Linked DNA regions of Mus musculus: regions 2, 3 and 4 are each linked to region 1. A link is a contact called in public HiChIP or PLAC-seq, Micro-C and promoter capture Hi-C data. All regions are on one chromosome and are shown on one strand. The core of a region is the stretch at or near the end of the contact, and the rest is flanking DNA. Distances in the headings are between cores, read along the strand shown.

Evidence for each region. Promoter capture Hi-C pulls out the DNA fragments that hold promoters and counts their contacts. Hi-C and Micro-C count contacts between places; a contact is called where the count stands out from the background. HiChIP or PLAC-seq counts read pairs in DNA pulled down with a chosen protein or histone mark.
Region 2: an HNF4G HiChIP or PLAC-seq map of pancreatic cancer cells shows a contact between it and region 1. The contact joins two enhancer-like sites. A contact is called at or near these places in 1 of 39 promoter capture datasets (hippocampal neurons), 1 of 484 Hi-C or Micro-C datasets (nephron progenitors), 1 of 115 datasets of contacts at active chromatin or transcription factors (pancreatic cancer cells) and 1 of 9 other capture datasets (pancreatic islet).
Region 3: a contact with region 1 is called in a promoter capture Hi-C map of trophoblast stem cells, with 4 times the contacts expected there. The contact joins the promoter of Fam3b here to the enhancer-like site in region 1. A contact is called at or near these places in 6 of 39 promoter capture datasets (hippocampal neurons, liver, pre-B cells and 2 more), 6 of 484 Hi-C or Micro-C datasets (the AML12 cell line, B cells, cardiomyocytes and 3 more), 2 of 115 datasets of contacts at active chromatin or transcription factors (embryonic stem cells and pancreatic cancer cells) and 1 of 9 other capture datasets (pancreatic islet).
Region 4: a Micro-C map of trophoblast stem cells shows a contact between it and region 1, with 7 times the contacts expected there. The contact joins two enhancer-like sites. A contact is called at or near these places in 19 of 484 Hi-C or Micro-C datasets (the AML12 cell line, the N1E-115 cell line, astrocytes and 13 more), 3 of 115 datasets of contacts at active chromatin or transcription factors (the SCID.adh cell line, embryonic stem cells and pancreatic cancer cells) and 1 of 9 other capture datasets (pancreatic islet).

Annotation. Positions count from the first base shown.
Region 1 is chr16:97,664,051-97,667,520 of GRCm38.p6, forward strand. Gm41512 (a long non-coding RNA gene) reads right to left here. Exons shown (of 3, transcript XR_876311.2): 2 at 2,906-3,166; 3 at 1-2,055. Among named protein-coding and RNA genes, the nearest start is that of Gm41512, 4.9 kb to the right of the region's middle. Within about 2 kb of position 1,696, at least 46 of the 459 cell types and tissues checked have an H3K27ac peak or open chromatin away from gene starts, as enhancers often do. A contact at or near this core is called in the SCID.adh cell line, pancreatic cancer cells and trophoblast stem cells, where this site is marked.
Region 2 is chr16:97,474,276-97,477,745 of GRCm38.p6, forward strand. Fam3b (family with sequence similarity 3, member B) reads right to left here. Exons shown (of 8, transcript NM_020622.3): 5 at 2,105-2,155; 6 at 1,460-1,547; 7 at 973-1,105. Among named protein-coding and RNA genes, the nearest start is that of Fam3b, 29 kb to the right of the region's middle. Within about 2 kb of position 1,561, at least 33 of the 459 cell types and tissues checked have an H3K27ac peak or open chromatin away from gene starts, as enhancers often do. A contact at or near this core is called in pancreatic cancer cells, where this site is marked.
Region 3 is chr16:97,503,198-97,506,667 of GRCm38.p6, forward strand. It overlaps Fam3b (family with sequence similarity 3, member B), which reads right to left and starts at 1,739. Exons shown (of 8, transcript NM_020622.3): 1 at 1,626-1,739. The coding sequence starts at 1,644.
Region 4 is chr16:97,521,648-97,525,117 of GRCm38.p6, forward strand. No RefSeq gene overlaps it. Among named protein-coding and RNA genes, the nearest start is that of Fam3b, 18 kb to the left of the region's middle. Within about 2 kb of position 1,609, at least 21 of the 459 cell types and tissues checked have an H3K27ac peak or open chromatin away from gene starts, as enhancers often do. A contact at or near this core is called in the SCID.adh cell line and trophoblast stem cells, where this site is marked.

The DNA.
Region 1 (3,470 bases), core at 446-2,945:
GATCTCATGGGACCTCCCCACACTAAGCACTTAGAGAGCTAGGTTCTATGAGACTTCCCCACACTCAATGCCCGAATACCTGTGTCCCATGGACCTTCCCCACACTCAGCACCTAAAGAGCTAGATCCAGGCACAGCGTCTCAAGAGTTCATCAATGTATGGACCAGGTCCCTCTGGATGGCTAGTGCCTGGAGCCTACAATGGTCAGTTTCTATGAATCTCTCACTCCAGTTAATTGAGCCAGGCTGCACTGCTTCTGTATGGCTTGTCTCCTTGCTCCATCCATAAAAAGACAGCTACGTAGGGTATGTTCCATCTGACATAATAGACAGGATCTTGGGCAAGAAGAGGAGCTGAGCAAAGATGGAGCTATAGTCTCCCTGTATGGGTGAGCCAGCATATGAGGGCTTGGTGCTGGCAGCTAGGTTGTAGGTTTGGCATTTCATCTTATCCAGCTGGTATGAGACCAGGCAAGCCTTTAGGGCATGGGTTATGGTAGCTATCTGAACATCTGACAAATAAACAGAGAAAACAAGCATAAGGAGTGTTTCCGGGTTTATACCTCAGCTCTGCCTTAGTCATCCACTGGGTATCTCTGGATCTGAGCAGAGTGCTGGCCACTATACCAAGCAGACTTACCTGCAGCACTCTGCTACTGGAGCAAGCACTACCTGAAGCCGGTCACACACTCAGCATCTGTGTTCCTGAGCTGCCTCCTCAAGGTTTAAAATGTCTTCAAAGACTTCTATCTCATCCTTGAAGACCATGGAGTATGGAGATGTGTTACACATTTGCTTTAAAATAGAAAGAACCCTGTGGTCCATGAAATAATCCATGTAAGAAGACTTTTCTTAGGATTACTATTGTGATGAAACACGATGACCGACAGCCCCCAAGCCAGTAAGTTCTGGCGCTGATAGTGGTTTGGAGATGGGAACATCTGCCCTTTCCTAAAGCAGCTCACTGGGGTGCCAGCCCCTGGCATGGGGCTTTCAGACCTTACCTGGGGACTGAAGTGGCAGAGGAAGTGAATACCTGGTCCAGTATTCACAATCTTCCCTAAGCTCCCTAACCAGGTAGCTTAAGCCATCTTTCTCCTTCCTCTCTTCCTACCATGGTCCTGATACCTGAAAGGAAAAGTCTAGACTCTTTTGGTAGTGATGCAATGACATGCTAATTTCATACTCAGAAGTATTGACAGCAAAGCTCATCCATTGAACCCAGAAGGGGACATCATGACATTGTCCAGGCACCCCTGTCTACCCTGTGCATTGGGGACTGGGGTGCTCCCTGGGGAACTCCCTGGGAATTCAAGGCAAACTGTGTGTTTTGGTTCAGAGAGGCTGAATAACTGCTTAGGCAGGTGACAAGTAGCTGCAAAAACCTGGAAAGAATCCCAAAGGTGATGCTACTAAAGTTGCAAATGAGGACCAAAGCCAAGCCAAGAATAACATAAAGTTGTGTGTTTCTTCTTGAGTACCAGACCAGTGTCACTTAACCCTCTATGGCCCTGGAGAAGAGTGTCAAATGGCCCCTTCTTACAGTTGAGGCTGCAGGGTTATTAAAAGGTTCACAGCTAAAAGGTTGAGTTGGGTTCATGACCTCTGCGGAGACATACCACACCACACCACACCCTACCCCACCCTACTCCTGTGCACCCAGCTCAGTCCCTCCCCAGTGTGGAATGGTGGCCCCAGGCCAGACAGCAGCAGACTCCTTGGTGAACTAGCAGTGCTGAGCCAAAGCAAGCAGCCTAGGTCCCACAGTGTATGTGTAGAGAGACCTGGGGTTTTTTGCTATCTCTGGTAAAGGAAGACAGCTATCCCCCTGAGCAGTCCAAGGCTGGGTTCTCAGGAATGACTTACCTTTCCCTGCAGAAACATTCTTGATCCAGTAAATGTCTACACAGAGGCAGAGGGGTAGTTACTGCTCTTGTCCTACAGTTCAGGCTTACAGTTGAAGTCCTAAATCCCTGTGCCTGTGGAGGTGACCTCGTTTGGAAATAGGAAGGAGTCAGTTGATATTAGATGAGGTCAGGCAGAAGTGAGGCAGGTCCTACGAGACAGAAATCATGGAGGAGGCTATGTGCAGATATAAGCGGAGACTAGGATGATATTACTCCAAGCCAAGGACACCACAAGCAATACAGAGGTGAGAAAGGGACAGGAGGCAAAGCCACCTTTGGTCTCAGGCTTCCCACCTCCACCACTGTAAGAAAACACAGCTGTGTAGTGGAAGGTGGATGCCTACAGCTTTTATTGAGCTAGCACCAGCATTGCAGGCCCCTGCAGGAGCAGAGAAAGGAAGAGAAGGGAACTTAAAGTGAACTTGATGGTGTGACCAGCCACGACTGACATCAAGGAGGTGGAGGCTGGAAGCAGAGGCCATATTTAGTCACCTAGAAGAAGCGAACTTGCAGCTTCTGTCCTACCCAGACCTCACTCCTGAACTCTGTGTCTACTGAACATTTCCTGTAAGGATCCAGACAGCACCTCACATTGCATCGCAGGAACTGAGCCCTGCCCCCCCCCCACACACACACACACACTCCCGTGGTTGTTCCTTGCCCTCTTCTTGCTGCAGGTGACCATCAGGCTCTTGGAACAGATTTGGCACCTGCCCAGCTAAGGTTTCATTCCCGGGTCCCATTCATGGCCATATAGAGGGGAGCATTGCCGGTTCTCAAATGCTGCCTCCTTCATCTCCAGACTCCAACAAAGCAGGCCTTCCTTGTCATCACTTGAGACTGCTACCCAGCTGCCCACATGCCCTGTCAATGACTGAGAAAATTCACATTTATCTAGTAGCTCAACCCACTTTGGTTCCCCCGTTCTTCAGACAAATCCACAGTGAATGTCCATTCTGGCCACACTCAATCCCTCCTTATGCTCTCTGAGGTGCCTACCTGTCCATACAGGATGTATTTAGTCAGCAAACCTTATGTATTCTCTCCCTCTGGCCTACATTCTATCCTCTGTCACTGTGACCTGCTTCAAGAAGCATCCTGAAGCCTATGGAGAATGGGAGGTACCCTTCTGCAGGCATTTCCACAAAGTGCTCACGGGTTGTCCTTGTATGTATTATTGCCTGTCATTGAACTTCTGATCCCTGCAGGCATGAACAGCAGCTGTGCTTATCCAAGCTTGTGGATGGTCCTGGGGTGGCCCTGAAATGGGAACCAAGAAAGCCAGTAAACAAAGAGACCAGGAAAGGCAGGACTTGGCAGGGTGAGGACTTCTTCTTGTATTCAGTCACTAATTTCTTCCCCTGATGGTACTCAGTTCTTTGTGTATTGTAATGACACAAGGTGACATAAGCATGTGTTCAACACTGAAGCAGACTGAATAGGTCAGGCCCTCCCCTGCACACTGAAGATGTCTCCATCTGCAGAAGGAAATCTTTGAAGGCAGGGTCTTGAGGGAATCTTGACTTTCCACGGCAGAGTGCAGCTGAGCAGCATCTTGCTGTGC
Region 2 (3,470 bases), core at 311-2,810, 190 kb before region 1:
AGGTGACCATGCGGCCTCCACTGCCCACAGCACACAGCAGGATGAGAAGTGCCTTCTCTGCAGGGCTGGCTTCCTATGTGCAAGCTAAGTGGACACCGTGGTGAAAACATGTTTTGACTGGAGCATGCCAACATGACCATGACCTCCAGATTCCTCAGTTTCAGATCTGAGGGCATCCCAAAAGATCCAAGACCTCTGGATCTAGTAACAGTGACCTGGGTATTGTGCCTCCTCCCACACCAATAAGAGGAGGGCCGGCTGCTCCTGGTTGCCACTGTCTTCTTTAAACTATTGTTCTAGACAGTGGGAGCAGAGTCTCAAGTGGAATCATATGTGACTTAGTGTAACCCTGGACAAAGGTCAAGCTCTGCCCTCTTGGAATTCTAGCTAAGTAGAAAGATGGCCTCATCAGAATTATGGCCTTGGCTTTGCAGCCAATCTCTTTCTCTTTAGACCTATGTATGTTGGTCAAAAGGGTTGGGTAATAGTCTCCAAAGGCATGGACCTCACATAGTCATGTAACACCACCCATCAGCTGGGATGCTCACAGGAGACATGGTGATAAGTCAAATTTCACTCACTTCCCTTTGATCTTTGATAAGCGGAGGCATCAAGTCACTGTGACTCCTCCAAGAATGGCAATCAGCCAAAGCAGCTCTGTCCAGTTCATATTTGGTACTTACCATATTGGAAGTGGTTCATAGAGAACCACTTCAGGCAGTCCCCTCTCTGTGTGATTGCTACCCCCAGACGAGGAACTAAAGAAGGCTAGCCTCCTGCCCAAACAGAATAGTCACCACCAGTGACTGGAACCACTCCGAGGATCCCATTTGCAGTCTGTAGTGAGACTAAAAAAGTCTGGGATGGAACATGGACCTAATGGAAGAGGCTGACCAGTGCTCTGTGTGGGTGACTACCTACAGAACCTTTACACACCATGGCCCCATCTGAGGATTAAGAAAAGTCACTCACTTTTTCTCTCTCGATTTCTGAAGGGAGCTCAAAGCCCTTTGCTGCAACAAACACCCAGCTTGATCTGAACTTCATGTTCTTGATTTCTTTGCTTCCAAGGGCTTCTATGGCATCCTTTGCTTGAGCCTTCAGTCTGGGCAAAGGAGAAAGCATGAGAAGGCCTCCTGTGGAAATGTGGGGTGTGTGCGTGAGTGTGTGCATGAATGTATGTGTGTGCATGCGCGTGCATGCGTGCACGGTCACTTTGTGTATAAGCACATAAATGTGTGTGTATAGCATGTGTATGCATGTGTGTGTGCATGAATAAAAATATACCCTGGTGCAGAGATGGGAGTGATTCCTGGCATTTGCCATGACCATTTTTCCCTTCCCTTGTAGAAGTATCGCACTCCCTGGACTCTCTAGGAGTTGCTAAATCCAGGGGTCTTTGTCATCTCCCTGGCTGCCTGCACTTGTCACATGGGGAAAACTACACACACACACTTACTTGGAACTTCCATCATCATGAGTCACCATGAACAGCAGGGATTTTGAAGGAGTGCTCTGAATGAACTTGGCCATTGGCCCGGAGTTATCTGTAGGGTCAAGGCCAGACAGTAGTTCAGAGTCCTCTCGGTGAGTGAGGCTGCTACCCTGGTTGTAGGCTTCCTTCCCACTCTGCTGTCACCTACTCTCTGAATGTCTTGCTCCCTAGACTGGTCCCAGGGTTTCAAGGGGTGCACTGGCTACTTCCTCAGGAGTGATGTCAGGGGGTTCCATGGGAAGCTATCTTAGAGAAGCCTTGGGAACATGGACAACTTGAAGCAGGTACTCAGGGTACAACAAACATAAGTCCAAAGATGGAAACAAGGTAAGCCATGCAAAGTGGAAAGCCCTAAGTAAATTAAAATAAATGAAACCTTGCTGGAGTTAGCCACACCTGGCACCAACCCAGCTTCTGCAAGCACCCAATGAACACCTCTGCCATCAGGGACAATAGGTCAGCCCCAAGGCTCAGAATTGTGACAGACCCTGTACTCAATAAACACAAGTCAAAGGAACTCTCTGCTTCTTCATCGAGCCATGCTTCTGTTTCCTCCCATGGAGTCTACACAGTTTAGTCTTCATTTTAATCAGAAGAATTTTTTCTTACCACCTTCATACATATCAAAGTACTTTGTCGCTATCACTTTTCCTGTCTCATCTGAAAAGAAAAGAAAAGGCCTTTTAAGAGAAAGCTCCAGAGACCCATTGTACACTGGTAGTCCTAGTACCCTTTTTGGTCACATTACCTCTAAGTGACTCTGGAGGAAATAGGACTGGAGAGGTCCCTAGCCTGAAGAGGGGCTGTGTGGTGGGATTATTCTTCTAAATCCTGGACAGAGTGACTCCATCTTGTGGTCATCTATGTGCCAATCTGCAGCAAAACAGGCTGTCCTTCCCCATGGGCTCCAAGCCATCTCGCCCATGGTTAGACAGTGTTTGCTGAAACCAGAACCCCTGATAAGAGCAAGGTTGGAACACACAGAAACAGGGAACTTGAGCTTGGTTTTTTGCACCCCACATAGTGTGAGCCTGCAGTCACCTCTGCCTCTTCAACACTAGATAGTGGGCTGAACTAGGTTTGCTTAACTGTTGGAGTCTAGGAGCCTACAAAATAGGACCTTGGTGGGCAGAGAGTGGGTGGTGGCTGTGGCAAGACTCTGTAAGCTATCCAGGCTCTATTTAACAACCTGAATGAATTAATTTATGTCAGCTAGCTAGACTTACTGGACTCCTTTTCTGTCCCATCTGCTCCTTCCTAATATGAGTTGATTAGAAGTTCCTTCTACTTCTCCCAGGGAGGTCATGCAGCAATAGGCTGGTCTCCAGGAGTACCTGGTCACTTTTCTAGGACTCTCTGAACTTGGTTAATTACTGGATGTTAATAGTCCTCTCCTTTCCTCAGAGTCCCCTTCACACTAGGTGTCCAGAGAGGTTGTGTGACTGAGGGTGTTTTGTTCTGTCCCATAGCTCTGCAGTCACTGGCTCTGTAACCAGATGCTTTCTGCTTGACTCCCTGTTCTCTAGCTTTGGTTCTTACTGCAAGAGACCCTTATAAACACTAGGACCCTAGAGGAAGCCAGGGCACTTGCACAGGTTTCCATGGCCCACAGCAGCTGAACAGAACTGGTCAGCGTTGTTACCCTCTACTGGGTCCCCAGAATCCAAGAGCGAAAGAATCCAGGGTCAGGGTCTATGTGGATCTGAGCTTCACTGTGTCCCCTCAGCCTATTCTTCCTCAATTGCAAAGTCTCTTTTAGATTCAGTTTTTGGTTATTTTGTTGTTGGACCATAAATGGTTTGTAAAGTAAGACTTTTAGGCAAAAATTATGTGATTTTAGAATTCATTACAGTGTAAACCTAGATATGAGGAAACATGTTGAAAAACCACGGTCTTGGCCTGGGGAGGTCTCTCAGTGGATAAAATGCTTGCCTTGCAAGCATGAGGAACTGAGTTCAAATTCCAAGAACTCATG
Region 3 (3,470 bases), core at 489-2,988, 160 kb before region 1:
CTTCCGATCTGAGAGAGGACAATGAAGCTGTCCCTAATGCTTGCCAACATTCATCCAAGTTGCTGGTGACATCTACGCCTTTTAGACCTGGAAAGCCAGGAAGTCTGAGGCTAAAGAGCCATCTCTCAGGGCTTAGCTGACTTTGGTGTCCACTGCCTCCTTGCCCTGTCCATTGAGGATTTTGGGGAAGGAAGTGCCACCATTAACCACCTTGTCAACACCCCAGCTGATGGAGAAGATATCTATGGGGATGGTATTGTGGCAGCTTCCTAGGCCCGGTGAGAACAAATCTAAAGCTAGACAGCTGAGTCAATGAAAAAGTCTACTCCAAGAGCACAGCCAAACCCTTAGCTCACCAAGGTAACACAGCCCCTACTCTTACAACCACACCTGATGAAGAAGTACAACTATGAAATTACCTGAAATCTTTGCACAAATGAGCCACACAGCTCTTGTGTATGTCACAAGGGCTGGGTAGAAAATAGCTGTCTGTGAGAGAACACAACTAGTAACTTCAGCTCTTTCTATATGTAGTCAGGAAAATGATTTTCTAACTGTACTATATGGAAATAATGAAACCATTCTTCCAAAAGCACAGGAATGAAAGCCAGTGTCCCATATGAGGGACATGCTTCATTTATGTTCATTTGTCAGGGCCAGGGATGTGCCCTAAGAAATGTCACTATGCAAAAACCACAGAGCTCAGTCACACAAAGAGGACTGTTCTGCAACAGTACATCATGCATGCTGCCCTTGTTCATACAGATGCACATGTACACACACACCTCCATCCACCTACCCTACAGGACACCCAAATCAGTGCAGAAGCAGGAAAGAGGCCTGAGAGGGAAGTCAAGGACACTTCCCCTTTCTAGGTCTGCCATGTTTGCACAGCGCCTGCTGTGTTTGCCACGCTGCTGCCACTGCCATGGTGCTTGCCCTCAGAGAAGTTGGCTTCTTCACGGTGTAAATGAGACAAGGAATGACAGAACTCTATCCACAGAAGGCAGGCTCTGGGAGACTCAAGAGCTGAGGGAAACAGTGAGCTTTCTCCCCCTTTACTGTCTTCCCAAGTCTCATGCCAATGTCAAGGACCCTGAGAAAAATAAAAACCCAAGAAAGGGTGCTTGTGTGTTGTCAAGACCACCAGTAATCGGGGTTCCCACTTCTCACTTCCCCAAGTAAACCCCAAATGGGGCTGTCTTGCTGTCCTTTCCACTTTTCATAAATTCCTAAGCTGGTCAGCTAACCCCAGCTAGCAGCCAACCCCTACCCAGCTGTCCTTGTTCTAGGGCCTCTCACTCTGATAGGATGGTCCCCAGGACTAAGCCATCTTGGTCACCCCTGCCCACCCTCACCTGATGTCTACTGTGTAGGTAGGAGAGTAAATATAACCCCACCCCCATTGAGTAATAAGAAGAGATGGAGAGAGGGGTAGCCCTCTCAGAAATCTCAGCTCTCACCCCTTAACCTCCCAGATTTTGGTTCCCACAAGGATCCTAGGTCTCACAAGAGGTGGCTTGTCCAGAGCCTTCACCTTCTGTTTCAGCTTGGCAGTTAAGGAGGCAGAGGGATGCTGCCACCTCCACCCACACAGAAGCAAGTCTAGCTGTACTGGTACTCACCTGTAGCAACTGGACGCATCTTCCAGAAACTGCTCTCTTTCTACTCAGCTCTTGGCTGCAATCCCCAGGGACCTATGAAAGCTGGCCTACCTGCTTGAGCTGCACATAGATTATGACCGCCCTTGGGGCAGGCAGAAAAGGGTGGACCAATTCCCAGCAAATGGGAGGATCCATAAAGCAGGAAGGTTCAGAGTAGCTGGCAGACTGGCAGGCTAACAGGTATGGGTGGGGCTGCACAGCTGGTAGCACCCTGGAGCTCCAGGGTCACCTAAGAAGCAGGAGGCACTTTCTGTCCTGTTCACCTGGGGCTACAGACGGCCAAAGGCTAGAGCTAATGTAATCAGAGAAAGAACACCAAGAGTTTACTTTAAGGCGCCCCTAACAATAGTATTCCCGACCTTAGTTTCACAAGAAATGGCAGTAAAGTATAGACTGGCTCAAGCCTCATGAACACAGAATCCTAGAGCAAAGCTCCTGCTCCAAATGCCAAGGCTCTACATTGTGTCCAAAGTCGTCACACTGCCCCCTTGCTGACATGTGACCCAGTGTGGTGCCAACCCCTTCCTTCTTTACTGATGGGATGATTATTTTAGGGAAATGAGGTGAGAAAGAGCTCCAGGTCCCTTGGGATATGTATATACAAGGACATGGGACTCAGAAATGGTGTCAAGTGAATGGGTGAAGGCTTCCTAGGTTTACCCACCCTTCCACCTGAGTAGGCACAGTACCCTCTCAATCTCCAGGGTTCAGGTTTTCACAGAACTTTTTAGCTCATTAGAGTCACAGTGGTCTTAAGTAACTAAGGCAAGCTGAGACTCCAGTCCAGCTGTAGGAATTCTATTCCATCCTTGTTCCTCCTCTTCCAAGGAGCCCAAAGAGTTGAGTCATACAACACAAGGTACTCTAGCATATGAGAACATGTCTCTACAATGTTCTGGAAAAGGAAGAAGTATTGGCTATGACATGACAGTTAGTATTGAACGTCAGCTTGACAAGATCTAGATTCACCTAGGAGACAAATCTCTGGGCATGTGTTTGAGGGGTTTTCTAGATCAGTTAATCAAAATAGGAGGGACCACCCTGGATATGGGTGGCATCATTCCATGATCTAGGGTCCTGAACTGAATGAAACAGAGAAAATGTACTAAGCAACAGCATCCATCTCTTGCTGATTCCTGACTGAAAACACAACTGACCTCATTTTTCTGCTGCTAGGATTGACTAGGTACTCTAGCATATGAGAACACTACGAAGCCAATACTTCTACTTCCTTTTCCAGAACATTGTAGAGGCATGTTCTCATATGCTAACATACCTAGTAAATCCTGGCAGCACCACAATGGGCTATGAGCTAGAATAAACCCTTCCCTAACCTGCTCTCGTACAGTGGCGTTTATGAGACTTTCTGTGTTGTTTCATCCAAGGAGACAAAGAAAGCACACTGTTCTCACCTGCTCCAGTCCTCCCAAATTAGAGGGACCAGATGACAAAGACATTTAGTCAGGCTTCTTCCTGAGGACTTAAGTATTGTCCCAATGCTGAGAACACCACATATACACTACAGAACACACACTCATTGCTCTGGCGCACCAAAGTCAGCCTCCACCTCAATTCAACAATGGCTTGAAATGACAAATGTACAACTCTATCATTACCTCTATTTCATCTTCCAAGAGTCTTACCTTCATCCTCCTCTCATTTGAATTCAGAGGTGGAGCTTTTATCTATGGGTTTGTTTTTATGTATTATAATTATGATTTAAATATATAAGATTTATATGTGATTTTGGATACCTGCTTAGCCTTTTATTATTATGTGTATATGTGTGTGCCTGTATGAGTTTAC
Region 4 (3,470 bases), core at 359-2,858, 140 kb before region 1:
CTGATGCAGAGGCTGTGAAGAGGCTTCCCATGCCTTGCTCAACCTGCCTTCTTATAGAACGTACTTGTGTCAAGTTGACACACAAAACCAGCCAGTACAAGCCCCATTGGCATGATATTCAGAGTGTAACAACCAGCTACATGTCCTTATACCACACCCAATATGTTCAGCCTAAACAGTGTGTTTTTCACAAGCAGCACCCTATTCAGAGCTTTGTGTAGTACACAGCAACTGTTGGCAGATATGTGCATTCCCATCCAAAGGACTGTGGGCCCAAAGTCACAAGTTACTGTTGTGCCCGAGTCCACAGGAAACCCAGACGAGCCCAAGAATTTCGATGTCTGCTGCAACTTATAAAAGAGTCTTTTATTGTTTCAAGTTCAAACTCGGATTGCCTGCCTCGCACTCACCGCGTGAATTCTGGCAATTAATCCTGAGTCCAGAAAACACTGGGTTTATATACAGTATAGTTAGGAATCCCCTGAATGTTGGTTAATGGTGTTTGTTCAAGGACTAATTTTATGGTCAGTCATAACTGTGACCTCTGATTGCCTTTTCTCCATGATTTAAACGTGAGGCCCTAATCTCCCTTGAGCTTGTTATTTCTCTAAGGTCTCAAGGACAGGCACCTAAAGAGTTCTGCTGCTTATCAGGAGGAGTGCTGGGTTTTGACAGAGAGGATATCTCTCAATGTTTCCTCAGGATGTCTTTATTAAATGGGGAGTTTTATGGGTAGTGCCATTCTAACGCTAGGGGAGAGGCCAGGGAGAGGGAGGGGCTTGCTGCAGGAGAATGCAGCACAAAAACCAGCTGTCTGAACATCTGTGCTTGCCTCAGGCTAGAGTGATGATGGGAGCTTCTGGTGGGTAAGGGGGCATGGGGGGTGGGGAACGTAGAAGCAAACTAACTATCCACAAGACTGAAGTTTCTCTAGTATCAGTAATTCAGGGGTTACAACAGTTACCATTGCCTGACTCTGGATACTTCCTCGTACAGACGAAGGTTCAACTACTACTTTCACAGGCTTTGTGTTGATGAGGCTGAATGTCACTGGACGTCCTATTTGAAATATGCAGAGTTAGCTGGGCATGGTGGTACATGCTTTTAATCCTGGCACTCAGGAGGCAGAGGCAAATAGATCTGTGAGTTCAAGGCCAGCCTGGTCTACAAATCAAGTTCCAGGGCAGCCAGGGCTGTTGCATAGAGAAATCCTGTCTCCCAAACCCAAAAGAAAGAGAGAGGGTGAGGGAAGAAGAAGAGGAGGAGGAGGAGGAGGAGGAGGAGGAGGAGGAGGAAGAGGAGGAGGAGGAAGAAGAGGAGGAGGAGGAGAAGGAGGAGGACGAGGAGGAAGAGGAGGAAGAGGAGGAAGAGGAAGAGGAAGAGGAGAAGGAGGAGGGGAGGGCAGGGCAGGGCAGGGCAGGGCAGGGCAGGGCAGGGCAGGGCAGGGCAGAGTGATAATGGAGAAGATAGCTCCTGATATCACATAGAGGCTTAACCAAAATTGTTCCTGATAGCATGGGTAACACAGAAATAGAGCCTTCATTAGTCCCACTGAAATTCAGTGTTTGTTGGTGCAATTCATTCTGGCACCAGCAGAGGGCAAACACAGCAAACCAGCTTGAAGTTTGTAACCAGTTTATTGTAGCCTCCCATAAGCCTGAAGCAGGCTGAGCCTGACCTTGTCCTTGCTGCCACTAAGGAGATTATCTAGGGTGGAGCCTTCCTCCCTAGATCACTCTATTGTTCTGCCACTGCCGCTGTTCTTCAAGATACTGCTACCTGCTAAGAGGCCCTGGATCTCTTCTGGAGACTATACCCTATCCTGCACTCATCACCTGCAGCTGGTTCCAAGGATGAGTTAGAGGGAATGGACTTCCCCTCCCCCCTCTTTTATAAAGCATGTCCGCCATTAGAAATTTGAACCTTGAGCAGACTAGTTGTCTTGGTTCCATTATTTCTCAACCCGCCTAGGCTCCCTCTTTTCTTTCAGTTCCAAGATGCCTTCCAGGCTCGAACCCAGACATGTGAGCCGCTGGCCAGCCCCAACAGTTTATCTTCGATTATAGAATCAGAACAGTTCTCACTCCACCAAATAGAACCAGTGTTCTTAAAGCAGAACAGGAGAGGCCTCTGACACAGAGAATAACTGGCTCTAAAACAAATGGAAGCTGAAAGGGCAAAGAGACAATGTCATGTCTTTCCAAGCAAACACAGTAGCTGAGTGGCTAACCCCAGGCTAACTTCAGTGACTGTCACTATGAAAACCAAAGGGTGAGTAGGATTCCTCATCACATGAGAACTGAAGTTCCAGGGAAAAGCTCCATCTGTGCTGAGGATCTTGCAGATGACTGACTGACTGACTGACGACTGACTGACAAAACTTCACTATCATGGGCAGTGGAAATTGTGCAGTTTGAAAGACAAAATAGTCTTGGACTAACTTTCGTCCCCTGAAAAGCCTTTTATTGCCTGCCTCTATGCATGACTGTGGGGTGAAACTGAAAGGAAATAAACCTTGAGACCTGTGATTCATGTAATTTATGTCAAATAGCCCAAAGAGTTGTTTGTGAGCTTTGAAACCGGGGGCTGAGAACATAGCAGAACAGGCCAGGACATGCCCGGGCAGGCCCGTGGTTACATGTCCTGACTGGCCTAGTGCCTCCCTATCTCCCGCCCTTCTGACAGTCTGTTAATGTTTAAATGGACCAATCACGTGAAACCACACCAATTCCTCCCCAGCCCCACCCCTTTTCTATAAAAGTCCCTAACTTCCAAGCCTTGGGGTCGAAACCACTGTCTCCTGTGTGAGATACGTTTCGAACCGGAGCTCCGCCATTATGGCTCCACCATGTGGTCAACACCTCTGTCTCCAGCGGGAGATATGTGTCGGCCTGGAGCTCCGTCATTAAACTACCTCATGCTTTTACATCAAGATGGTCATCTGTTCGTGATTCTTGGGTGCACGCCGAACAGTAATTGAGTGGGGGTTTCCCCACTAGGTTCTTTCAAAACCTTTTGGGCTGTATTAAACTAGTACCACTAGCACCTACCCATGCCAAAATTAATCAAGTTCTTAGACCTGCAGCAGAGGTTCCCCCTGCCCCTTGCCATAGCCTGCTCATTCATGTCCCTACCAATGCCATTGGTAAATGCATCCAGTTCATGACTTTCTCTGCTCAATGACTTTACATAAACGTTCCTGTTAGCACTTTCACGGTAGAACCTTGTTGGGTAATAGCACAGGATTACAGAGGAAGGGCCAAGGGGAGCTTCAACACCGATAGCTCGGATGATACTAGAGTTGGCTCCCTCCTCACCCCCAACCTGACACCATGAAGCCAGCTGCCCCACCATCAACCCTAGTAAGAATTTATTACCCTGACAGGTATCAGGCTTCACTCCTTGTCTGACATTATAAAGCAACACACACACACACACACACACACACACACACACCCTACTCCCCTTGA